Regions from separate parts of the Drosophila melanogaster genome. Here region 2 is linked to region 1. Evidence: chromatin contacts called from public Hi-C data. All regions are on one chromosome and are shown on one strand. The core of a region is the stretch at or near the end of the contact, and the rest is flanking DNA. Distances in the headings are between cores, read along the strand shown. Region 1 holds the start of CG7920. Region 2 holds the start of PNPase (Polynucleotide phosphorylase).

Evidence for each region. A called contact is a pair of places that touch in the nucleus more often than the background predicts.
Region 2: a Hi-C map of the Kc167 cell line shows a contact between it and region 1, with 2.1 times the contacts expected there. A contact is called at or near these places in 3 of 107 Hi-C or Micro-C datasets (the Kc167 cell line, embryo and wing imaginal disc).

What each region holds. Positions count from the first base shown.
Region 1 is chr3R:30,012,019-30,016,568 of dm6, reverse strand. CG7920 reads left to right here and starts at 1,285. Exons shown (of 4, transcript NM_143505.4): 1 at 1,285-1,754; 2 at 4,508-4,550. The coding sequence starts at 1,574. It overlaps Mgat2 (Mannosyl (alpha-1,6-)-glycoprotein beta-1,2-N-acetylglucosaminyltransferase), which reads left to right. Exons shown (of 10, transcript NM_143506.4): 10 at 1-1,056. The coding sequence ends at 197.
Region 2 is chr3R:31,402,631-31,406,990 of dm6, reverse strand. PNPase (Polynucleotide phosphorylase) reads left to right here and starts at 1,539. Exons shown (of 5, transcript NM_170550.2): 1 at 1,539-1,720; 2 at 2,387-2,579; 3 at 2,636-3,055; 4 at 3,116-4,336. The coding sequence starts at 2,434. It overlaps Gprk2 (G protein-coupled receptor kinase 2), which reads right to left and starts at 1,746. Exons shown (of 13, transcript NM_057519.4): 1 at 1,035-1,746.

The DNA.
Region 1 (4,550 bases), core at 36-2,535:
GCGAGTCCAACCAGGTGATCTCGAAGGTGCAGCACGTGCTGCGCATAGCCCGCAACTCGCACCAGCTCTTCCCGCGCTCCCTCACCCTCACGGTGCCCAGTCTGATGAAGAAGTCGAAGCTGCGCAAAGGCAACGGCGGCTGGGGCGACATGCGGGATCACGAGCTGTGCCTCAACATGACGCTGGCCACGAGGTAAGGCCGGGGAGCCCACGGAATGGAAACCAATCAGTCAGCAGCAAGGAAGCCTAGCTAATAGCGTTATCTAAGTAGGATTATTAAGCAGTAGTCTTAGTCACTGTAAACGAACATTCAGCAAGTACTCTGCATTAGCTAACTAACCGAAAATAATCAAAGGCCAGAAGGCAGAAGCCGGAAGCCAGAAGGCATGAGCCGGAAACCGGAAACCGGAAGCCAGAAGCCCAAAGACCCTCGCCTCCGGCGCTGCACAACTCATACTATAAGTAACCCTCTAGTCACACATTCAATTGGAATCGCCGTGTTGTTGCAACCTCCAATCTTGTGCCGTTCGCCCTTCAGTTTGTCGATCATCACTGGAAGTGTTTAGGCTCCGTCCAGATCCAAAGATCGACAGAGTTCCAAGCGACGGGGCGGCAATCCTTCAAACTGAAACCAGAAACTAAACCTACGAATACTAGCGATAGACCATACACATACATACATATGTACTAACTCGTATCCCCAGATTGTGCCGAAGCCGTTTCGCAAGCGGCCAATTAATTTGAGTCTAGATCTAGAGGCAGCAAATCGCATAAACTAGTCATAGCAATGTATTACAGCACATGCGCTATAATACATCATAGATCAAACTTTTGATATATCTACGAGCCTACGTTTTAAGCCTGTACATAGAGGAATTGCGTTGTATACATCACATAAGGTCTTTTTATGATATTAACGCGGAACTAATGTAATTTGTTATTTTTTAATCGTTAGTCCAAAGCGCTTTTATGTATTAGGAATTTTGATTAATCGAACGAATAATCCTAGTGAATAAACGCCAAGTAAATGCTCTACCAGTATAGACTTTAAAAACCAAAACAATGTGTTTCATTCGCCTAAGAATTGCACTTATCAGCGTTCAAAAGTGGCGCCAAATGCACCAACAATCGATAAATATCGATAGCCGGTATTATCGAACTGCCCGTGCGTTGCTCAACACAGGCAGCTGGTAGTTTTTGAAATATCAAAATAAAATGTGGAAAGAAACAATAGATTTCAAAATTCCTTACCACATTGGAACACATTAAACAATCAAATGAGTACATCTACGTGAGTGCTACGAAGTGCAGAGGAGTAGGCCGCAGCTGGGCGGGATTAAATTGCGATCGGTGGAAGAGAGCTTTCGCCGCGGAGCTTTTATGGCGTTTTTGCTTGGCGAACCAGTTGCAAATTTGGTGCCGCAGCGGACGGAACTCAGCGCAGCAGTCTCTCCCCAGTGAAAACCCACCACTCATCGCCTCCTGCATCTCGCGGACTTCTCGCTTAACCCTTTGCGACGTGCGTGCCTACAACAGAGTACTCAGTACACACTACTACACTACACAGTCCACCATGAGCAAACAATTGGCGCGCCATGTGGGCCAGCTGAACAGCCTCCTGAAGACGGCGGCCACCGCCTCCTCGGTCTCCGCCCACAACAACTACTTCACCTACGTGCGGGAGCTGTCGCATCCCATCGCTCGAGAGCCTCCAATCGTCAAGCCGGAAGAGGCCGTGGCATGTGTAAAATCCGGTGAGTCCCACTGGCCCCCATATCATTTGGCCAGGAGCCCGCCACGCCCCCCCTTCCACCGTCCTAGCGGAACTGGCCTCCCAGTTATCGCTGCCTTGCGCTGTTTGCAATCTTTCGGTTATGTAACCTTCTAGTGGGCTTGCTTATGAAAACAGAATGAAAACGAGAACACCGGGTTGTGGGGCCATGCAAATGTAAGCCCATGTGTGCCCGCAATCCAAACTACTTTGGAGCACATATGCATGTACATACGTACATATGTACGTAAATAGGGAAGGGCACTCACAGGGTGCTGGGTATATGGATGGCTGGCATTTAATTGACCGTGATTAGGAGCCACTCGTGGGGATATATAATACACAAGTTAGAATCAAATATTTAGTGTATTGTATTACCTTGTGATAGGGAATAGGTTTTTAGTTGATTGGGGTTCTAGTATGATAAATAGTTAGGGGAGTTATACAATAGGGAAATCACACTTCAAGTAGCTGCCCTTATCAAAATGCTATCCTCCTTGTGGCGGCTATCAGTAGACCCCATGTTTTTATTCGTAATTCCTGGTGTTGCAGCAGCACAACTGTAAGTTATATTCATTTAATCGCGTGAAACCAGCTGTGCGTGCCCCTACCACGTACATATGTAGATATTTATACACATTTAATAATGCATACGAGTATACTCGGCGCTATAGATGAGTTTCCAGCCAAGTTGTACTTTGTACCCCGGGCAAAAAGAAGAGAAAGGTCCGATGCAAAGCTCAGCTTGGTGGCAAGAACAACCTTGTATGTAGCTCATAAACAAGTCAGCCGGCCTCTGGATGTGGTGCTGATAAGGCCTGCTCTCTGTAGGAACCTATATACCATATACTATGGTATATAGCAGCACCTCTATAAGAAGGCAAGGTTATGCAACGTGTATCAGCAGGTGAATTATGGAAACAAAAGCATGAATGGAGTGCTTCGAAAAATATTCATTAATTCCTAACAAGCTTTCTTATCAAAACGATAAATCTGTTAGATAATTTGTATATGTTCGTTTAACGAAACCAGTCATCTGATTTTTGGGAACCCTCTGCTCTGATTAAATTCAATTGTCCCAATTTGGAGGCGAGTCTCCTGGGATTCAGATGCAAACAAATATGTGGACACGCCCTCGGCGCCCGCTTAAATCTCAATTTCTTAGCACTTCTACGGCATCTCATCAGCAGGTCCCTGCAAATTGGTGATATTGCGGAGGGGGGCGGGTCTTTGGAGGGGGAGTGGCACATCGCAGCGCCCAGCGAAACGTCACCCAAAATCGGTATCTCTAATTTTAGCCAAAATCACCAACACGAGCCATGCCAAATCTGCGACGTAATTTGATTTGGAAAACTTTTTCGTTTGGCACGTTTTTGGCAGATAATAAGTGGTACAGTAGGCACTAGCTAACTAAGCCTATGCGTAAGAAATGCATAATTGGCCTTTTCAAGTAACGGTAAATAAATAAATAAATTGATTGTGAAGCCTCGCGGAAAACTTGACCGTGTGTGTCGACGTGGCTCAGACGTCTACCGATAAGAATCGCACTTATCGCATGATTACCCCAGTTGAAGGGGCTCGCTCGTTCGACTTAATGTACATCATGGTTCTTTCTATTCCCTCATACAGAGGAACTTCGGAATGCCAGCCTCTTCAGGGGGGAGACCAAAATAGATTGGCCAAACATGTTGCATGTGCTTAAGACTGCATTAGAGATGCAATTCAGATGTGTATTAAATAGATACAAAATTTATACATTTTTATAGACCAAGTATACAAGTATCATTCGTCCCAAAGTTCCGATTAAAAGCTACAATTCTCTTACGTAACACAGCCCAATCAGATACATTTTGATCAATTGATGTGCTTCTACTTTCTGGCTCGTTAATCAAATGACAAAATCTATATATTATACTATAATCTCGAATCGACATGTTTGCCATGTAATGCCAACTGGGAAACCGGTGTTATTTATTTACAAACATTCATTATCACGCGTTTCTGGGCAATAAGCGCTCCCACTCCTCGCATTCGCATTATCACTCTGCCTATTAACTAATATACATTTTTACATATGAATGTATGTATGTATAGCTATAGCTTTTAAGCTTTCGAGAGCAAGTGGAATGATCAGAGAGAAAATTACCGAATTTCGGAACAATTCGTTTTGGAAACAAATTTATAGTCTCAATGAAAGCATGACCAGCGCAATAAAAATATGTAAATAACCATGAATGACTTAGAGAAACATTATTTGCTGATTAAAGCTCTAAAGAATGTTTATATTACTATTTATAACAATTTTAATAACAATATAAATATATATATGAATGTTTTTTATTATCAATTATCAGAGAGTGTTCTAATTTCAAAACAAGTTTTTCTCTTAGCGACATTATAAACTTATTTTATTTCGAAGTGCATTAATTGCCAGCTCAGGATTCCATTGAATGGATTAGGCCACGCTCTTCAAATTAAGATATCATAAAGTTCAAGAACTGATAGTAATCCTGGTTATTTCGTTATCATTGAACACTCAAAGCATAACTAATTTAATTAGACAATATTGAAAAGCATTATTTGTAGGCGCTCGGATAGCATGTCATGCAAATCTTTAGATAAGACCTGCTGAATAGATTAAAGTGTACAATAACTGCCGATTGACTGATTAGCAGCGTGTGCGTAATAAAAATATTGGTAATAAAACCTGCGGTTTCTCGCCTTCATTCCATTCAGGTGACACGGTTTTCGCCGGAGGAGCAGCCGCCACGCCCGTGGC
Region 2 (4,360 bases), core at 290-2,789, 1.4 Mb before region 1:
AGCGGGGGAAAGTTACGCTTTTGGGGAAAAACTATTTTTAACGACTCGCATTTGTCAGCTGCAAATGGAAACGGGAATTTATTGCCAGGCAATCACGCTGATTTATGGTGATTTCAAAATGGTTTCACTAATTGGTTTGCGTTCTTTTCCAATGTTCGTGCTATAAAAATACAGATTTTGAGTTCGAGTACCGCAAATAGTTTTCTGTTAATTTTGGAAATAGGTTTCATGAATTATGGGGAATTTTCCTGTGCATCACATCTCTGATGTTATTCCGACATTTTGCATAAAACGTACAGTATTTTGGAAGTAGTGTGCAAGTGATTAATAAATAAATATCTTGAATTAATGTTTATATCAGCTCTGAAAACTTTACGTAAATATAAAATGTATGATTTTAGAAGTCAAAATAATCAGTGAACACGCATGGCAGTGAGTCATCACTATTGTGAATGCCCAATATATTTTTGTGTGAGCAATAGATGTTACTTCCGGATATCTTGGTAAATGCAAAAATAACAAGCTGACTTATGTCTACTAAGTCATTGATAAATTGTCAGAGGTTAACTAAAAAATAAACAAATTATTAATGATCCAACAATTCCACCGATTATCTCGATAACTTTTCATTTATTTACCAACCTGCCCTCTTTAGCGGGTCAAATGATGGACGGGAACAGCGAGACAATAAATAATGAGCTATAAATATTCATATAGTGCATTGTTGGGCTGATTGCTTGCATGTGTGCATCTGTGCATGGGTATTTATGCATTTAAAAAGCAAAGAAGGAGGACCTACTGATAAGCATTTCCCGATTGCTTTCACTTTTTAATCGATTGGCGTGGGGTGACAGGGATGGCGCGAGTCCTGCGGCATTAATGCAATTAATCGCCAGGAGAGACAAGGCCAACGTGTGTGTAATTTACAGTTACCGTTAAGTGCTTAAGTGCAAAGGAGGGGAACAGCCAGTGAGTTGTGACCACCGAGGAGCAGTAGAAAATAAGGTGATTTCAAGCTGATTAATGAGACTTACCTGTTTGTTTGATGTGCTATTTAAAGCTTCACTGTGAGTTTCGGCTGGTTGGAATTTTCGCAACAAATGTGTGGGTTCTGATAAGAAAGCGGGCGTTGATAAGACGCTTTTCCTTCTCTCTCTCTCTACCACTCCTTTCGCACACCACTGCAATTGCAGCATAAACAATTTGAAAGAACAAGAAGAAGCAGCGACACGCCTAGTGGGCAATTTTCCGGCCTTTTCGTTGGGAAATCTGCGTTTTTTTGGCTTTGCGCTCTTTTTTGACTTTGCCTTTTGGCTTTGCGCAAGAATACTCTTTGATTTTTTGTTTTTCTTTTCAATTTGACCGCATTTGTCGATTTTGGTTTTCTTTTCGGTTGTTGTTGCGGCTCTCACCAAAATTCACACACACAGGCGCGCTCTCACACATGCACAGATGGGCGGGCACACAGAACACACACACGCACACTACGACACACGCGGCGTTTCGTTGACGGAAAAGATACGAAAAATACGGCGTGAAATTCCCAGCTTTTTTCGAAAAGGCTCGCAAAACAAGGGCTCGACGCTCTTGCGGTTTTCCGGTTGGAGGAGTGGCTTTTCTAAGACGACACACGACGACGTTCGCAACTGGGCTTTCTGCAAGTGCCCAAAATTAACGATGGATCCGCGAATTGCCTGCTCGAAAAATATTGGAGTCTTCTGTAAGACCGTCGTTGAGTTAGTGAAAGACGTCTTCGACTCGCGGTAAAAAACTCTAAACGCGTAAAAAGACGGACTAATTTTGGCGGACTGTGTAGTGCTGATGCCTCAGCTATTTTCTAGCTAGCTTGAATTACTTAGATCTGGCGATTTGGACATCGTCGCGTCATTCTGTTGGTCGTTTTAGGACCTTTCAGAACATACCGTCTTAATTCTTCGTTTCTGAAAAGGAATTTAAATGCTGTTTCTTGCATGCTGTAACTAACATTGCTAAGAGTTGGCAGCACTGCAAATTTGACATTATCGGGGACACAAGCTAATAGTTCATTTTCTGGGAACCCTTCTAAATATCTTATTGGAAACGAAATTAATTTTTTTAAAATACGCTGTATTAATATTTACTACATTATTCCTAAGACATAATCCGTGTAATAGTTTGTCTATATAATTCATTTGTTGTTACCCTTGCCAGGTGGCAACGCCGAACGCACACATGTTGCACACTCTACTTTGTTTTAAATGGGCATTCTAGTTTTGAGATAACTGAATTAAACAATACAAATAGTTGAGGCGCTCTAAGTCTAACTTCCAAGTCTCAAGAAACGTACAGGGCTTTTATTGTAAGATTTTGACCACTAATTATTTCTTAAATAACCATGAAAATACAGCGTACAGAACTGTCGCCTCAGCCGGAATCACCCGGCACTTTTAGGTAATGGCCATGATTTTCACACGGAAATCGCTGAAGCTGCTCAACTATCGCCTCAAATGCCTAAGTTTGTCCTGCCCAGGAGGAAGGAGAGGAATCCAAAGCAGTTCCAACGGAGAAGCGCCCTCCGTGGAAGTCAACTTCAGCAATGGGTGAGTTCGTGGCCTCCACTCCGAGTTCCAATAGCAAAGTCTTGAATCCTCCGCAGACGTAACATGACCTTCAGTTCCGGCCGCCTGGCGAGATTTGCGAATGGAACAGCTGTGTGCCAAATGGGCGATACCGCCGTCATGGTCACCGCGGTGGCCAAGGCGAAGCCAAATCCCGGCCAGGGATTCATGCCTCTGGTGGTTGACTACCGACTGAAAAACGCCGCCTCTGGCAGAATACCCATGAACTTTATGCGCCGCGAACTGGGCCCCTCGGAAAAAGAGATCCTGTCCGCCCGCCTTATCGACCGTTCGCTACGCCCGCTCTTCCACAAAGATTATCGCACGGAGACACAGCTGGTGTGCAACATGTTGGCTATGGACGCGGTGCACAGTCCGGATGTGCTTGCAATCAATGCCGCTTCCATGGCGCTATCTCTAAGTGACATTCCCTGGAATGGACCCATTGGAGCTGTGCGGTGAGTACTCACGAACGAATCTAACTGGTAACCGCTTATAACTCTTTTAATCCTACAAAGCGTTGGCCTCTGCGACGGCGAGGTGCTGATCAACCCCACGCGCCGGGAGCTGCAGACTTCGCAACTGGATTTGGTAGTCTCCGCCACCAAACAAAACCTCGTCGTTATGTTGGAGGGCAAGGGGAATGTGGTTCTTCAGCAGGACCTTCTAAAGGCTATCAAACAAGGGACTCGTGAGGCCCAATTCATTATCCACGAGATCGAGCGACTGCAGAAGGCCTATGGTCGACAGAAGCGCGAAGTGGAAGTGGCTGCCGAAGTAGATCCCGAACTGGGGAAAGCCGTTCGTAGCATGTGCGAAATGCGGCTGAGAGAGATCTTCCAGGATTCGACGCACGACAAGATGTCTCGTGACAATGCGGTTAACGAGGTGCGCTCCAACGTTATTGACAAGGTGTGGAGTTCGTTTCCGGATACCGAACCGTCGCTTATTACCGAGCAGTTCAACCAGACCAGTAGAACCATTTTTCGCGAACTGATCTTTGAGCGGGGTCTGCGTTGCGATGGACGAGATTACGACCAGCTGAGGAACATCTCCTGCCAGGTGGACATGTACAAGCCTCTCCACGGATCCGCCCTATTCCAGCGCGGTCAGACGCAGGTCTTCTGCACGGTTAGCTTGGACTCGCAGGAAAGCGCAATGAAACTTGACTCGTTGGCTGCTTTAGATAGCGGTGGCCTGAAGGCCAAGAACTTTATGCTGCACTATGAGTTCCCGCCCTATGCCACGGGTGAAGTGGGTCGGATTGGTCCAGTGGGTCGCCGGGAAATGGGCCACGGAGCCTTGGCGGAGAGATCGTTGCTTCCCACCCTGCCGAATGATTATCCCTTTACCGTAAGACTCACCTCTGAAGTCCTGGAATCCAATGGGAGCAGTAGCATGGCCAGCGTTTGCGGTGGCTCCTTGGCCCTTATGGACGCCGGCGTTCCAGTGAGCGCACCTGCGGCAGGTGTGGCCATTGGCCTGGTCACAAAGTTCGAGAACGACGACACTAAGCACCTGCAGGACTACCGCATTCTCACCGACATCCTGGGCATCGAAGATTACATGGGCGACATGGACATGAAGGTGGCTGGCACGAGAAAAGGCTTCACCGCCATCCAGGCGGACCTCAAGATCCCGGGAATTCCTCTTAAGGTTGTGATGGAATCGCTACAAAAGGCCACCGATGCCAAATCTAATATTCTGGACATCATGAGTGAGGCTATTAGGGAACCTCGGTGAGTACACGTCACTTAAGGGAA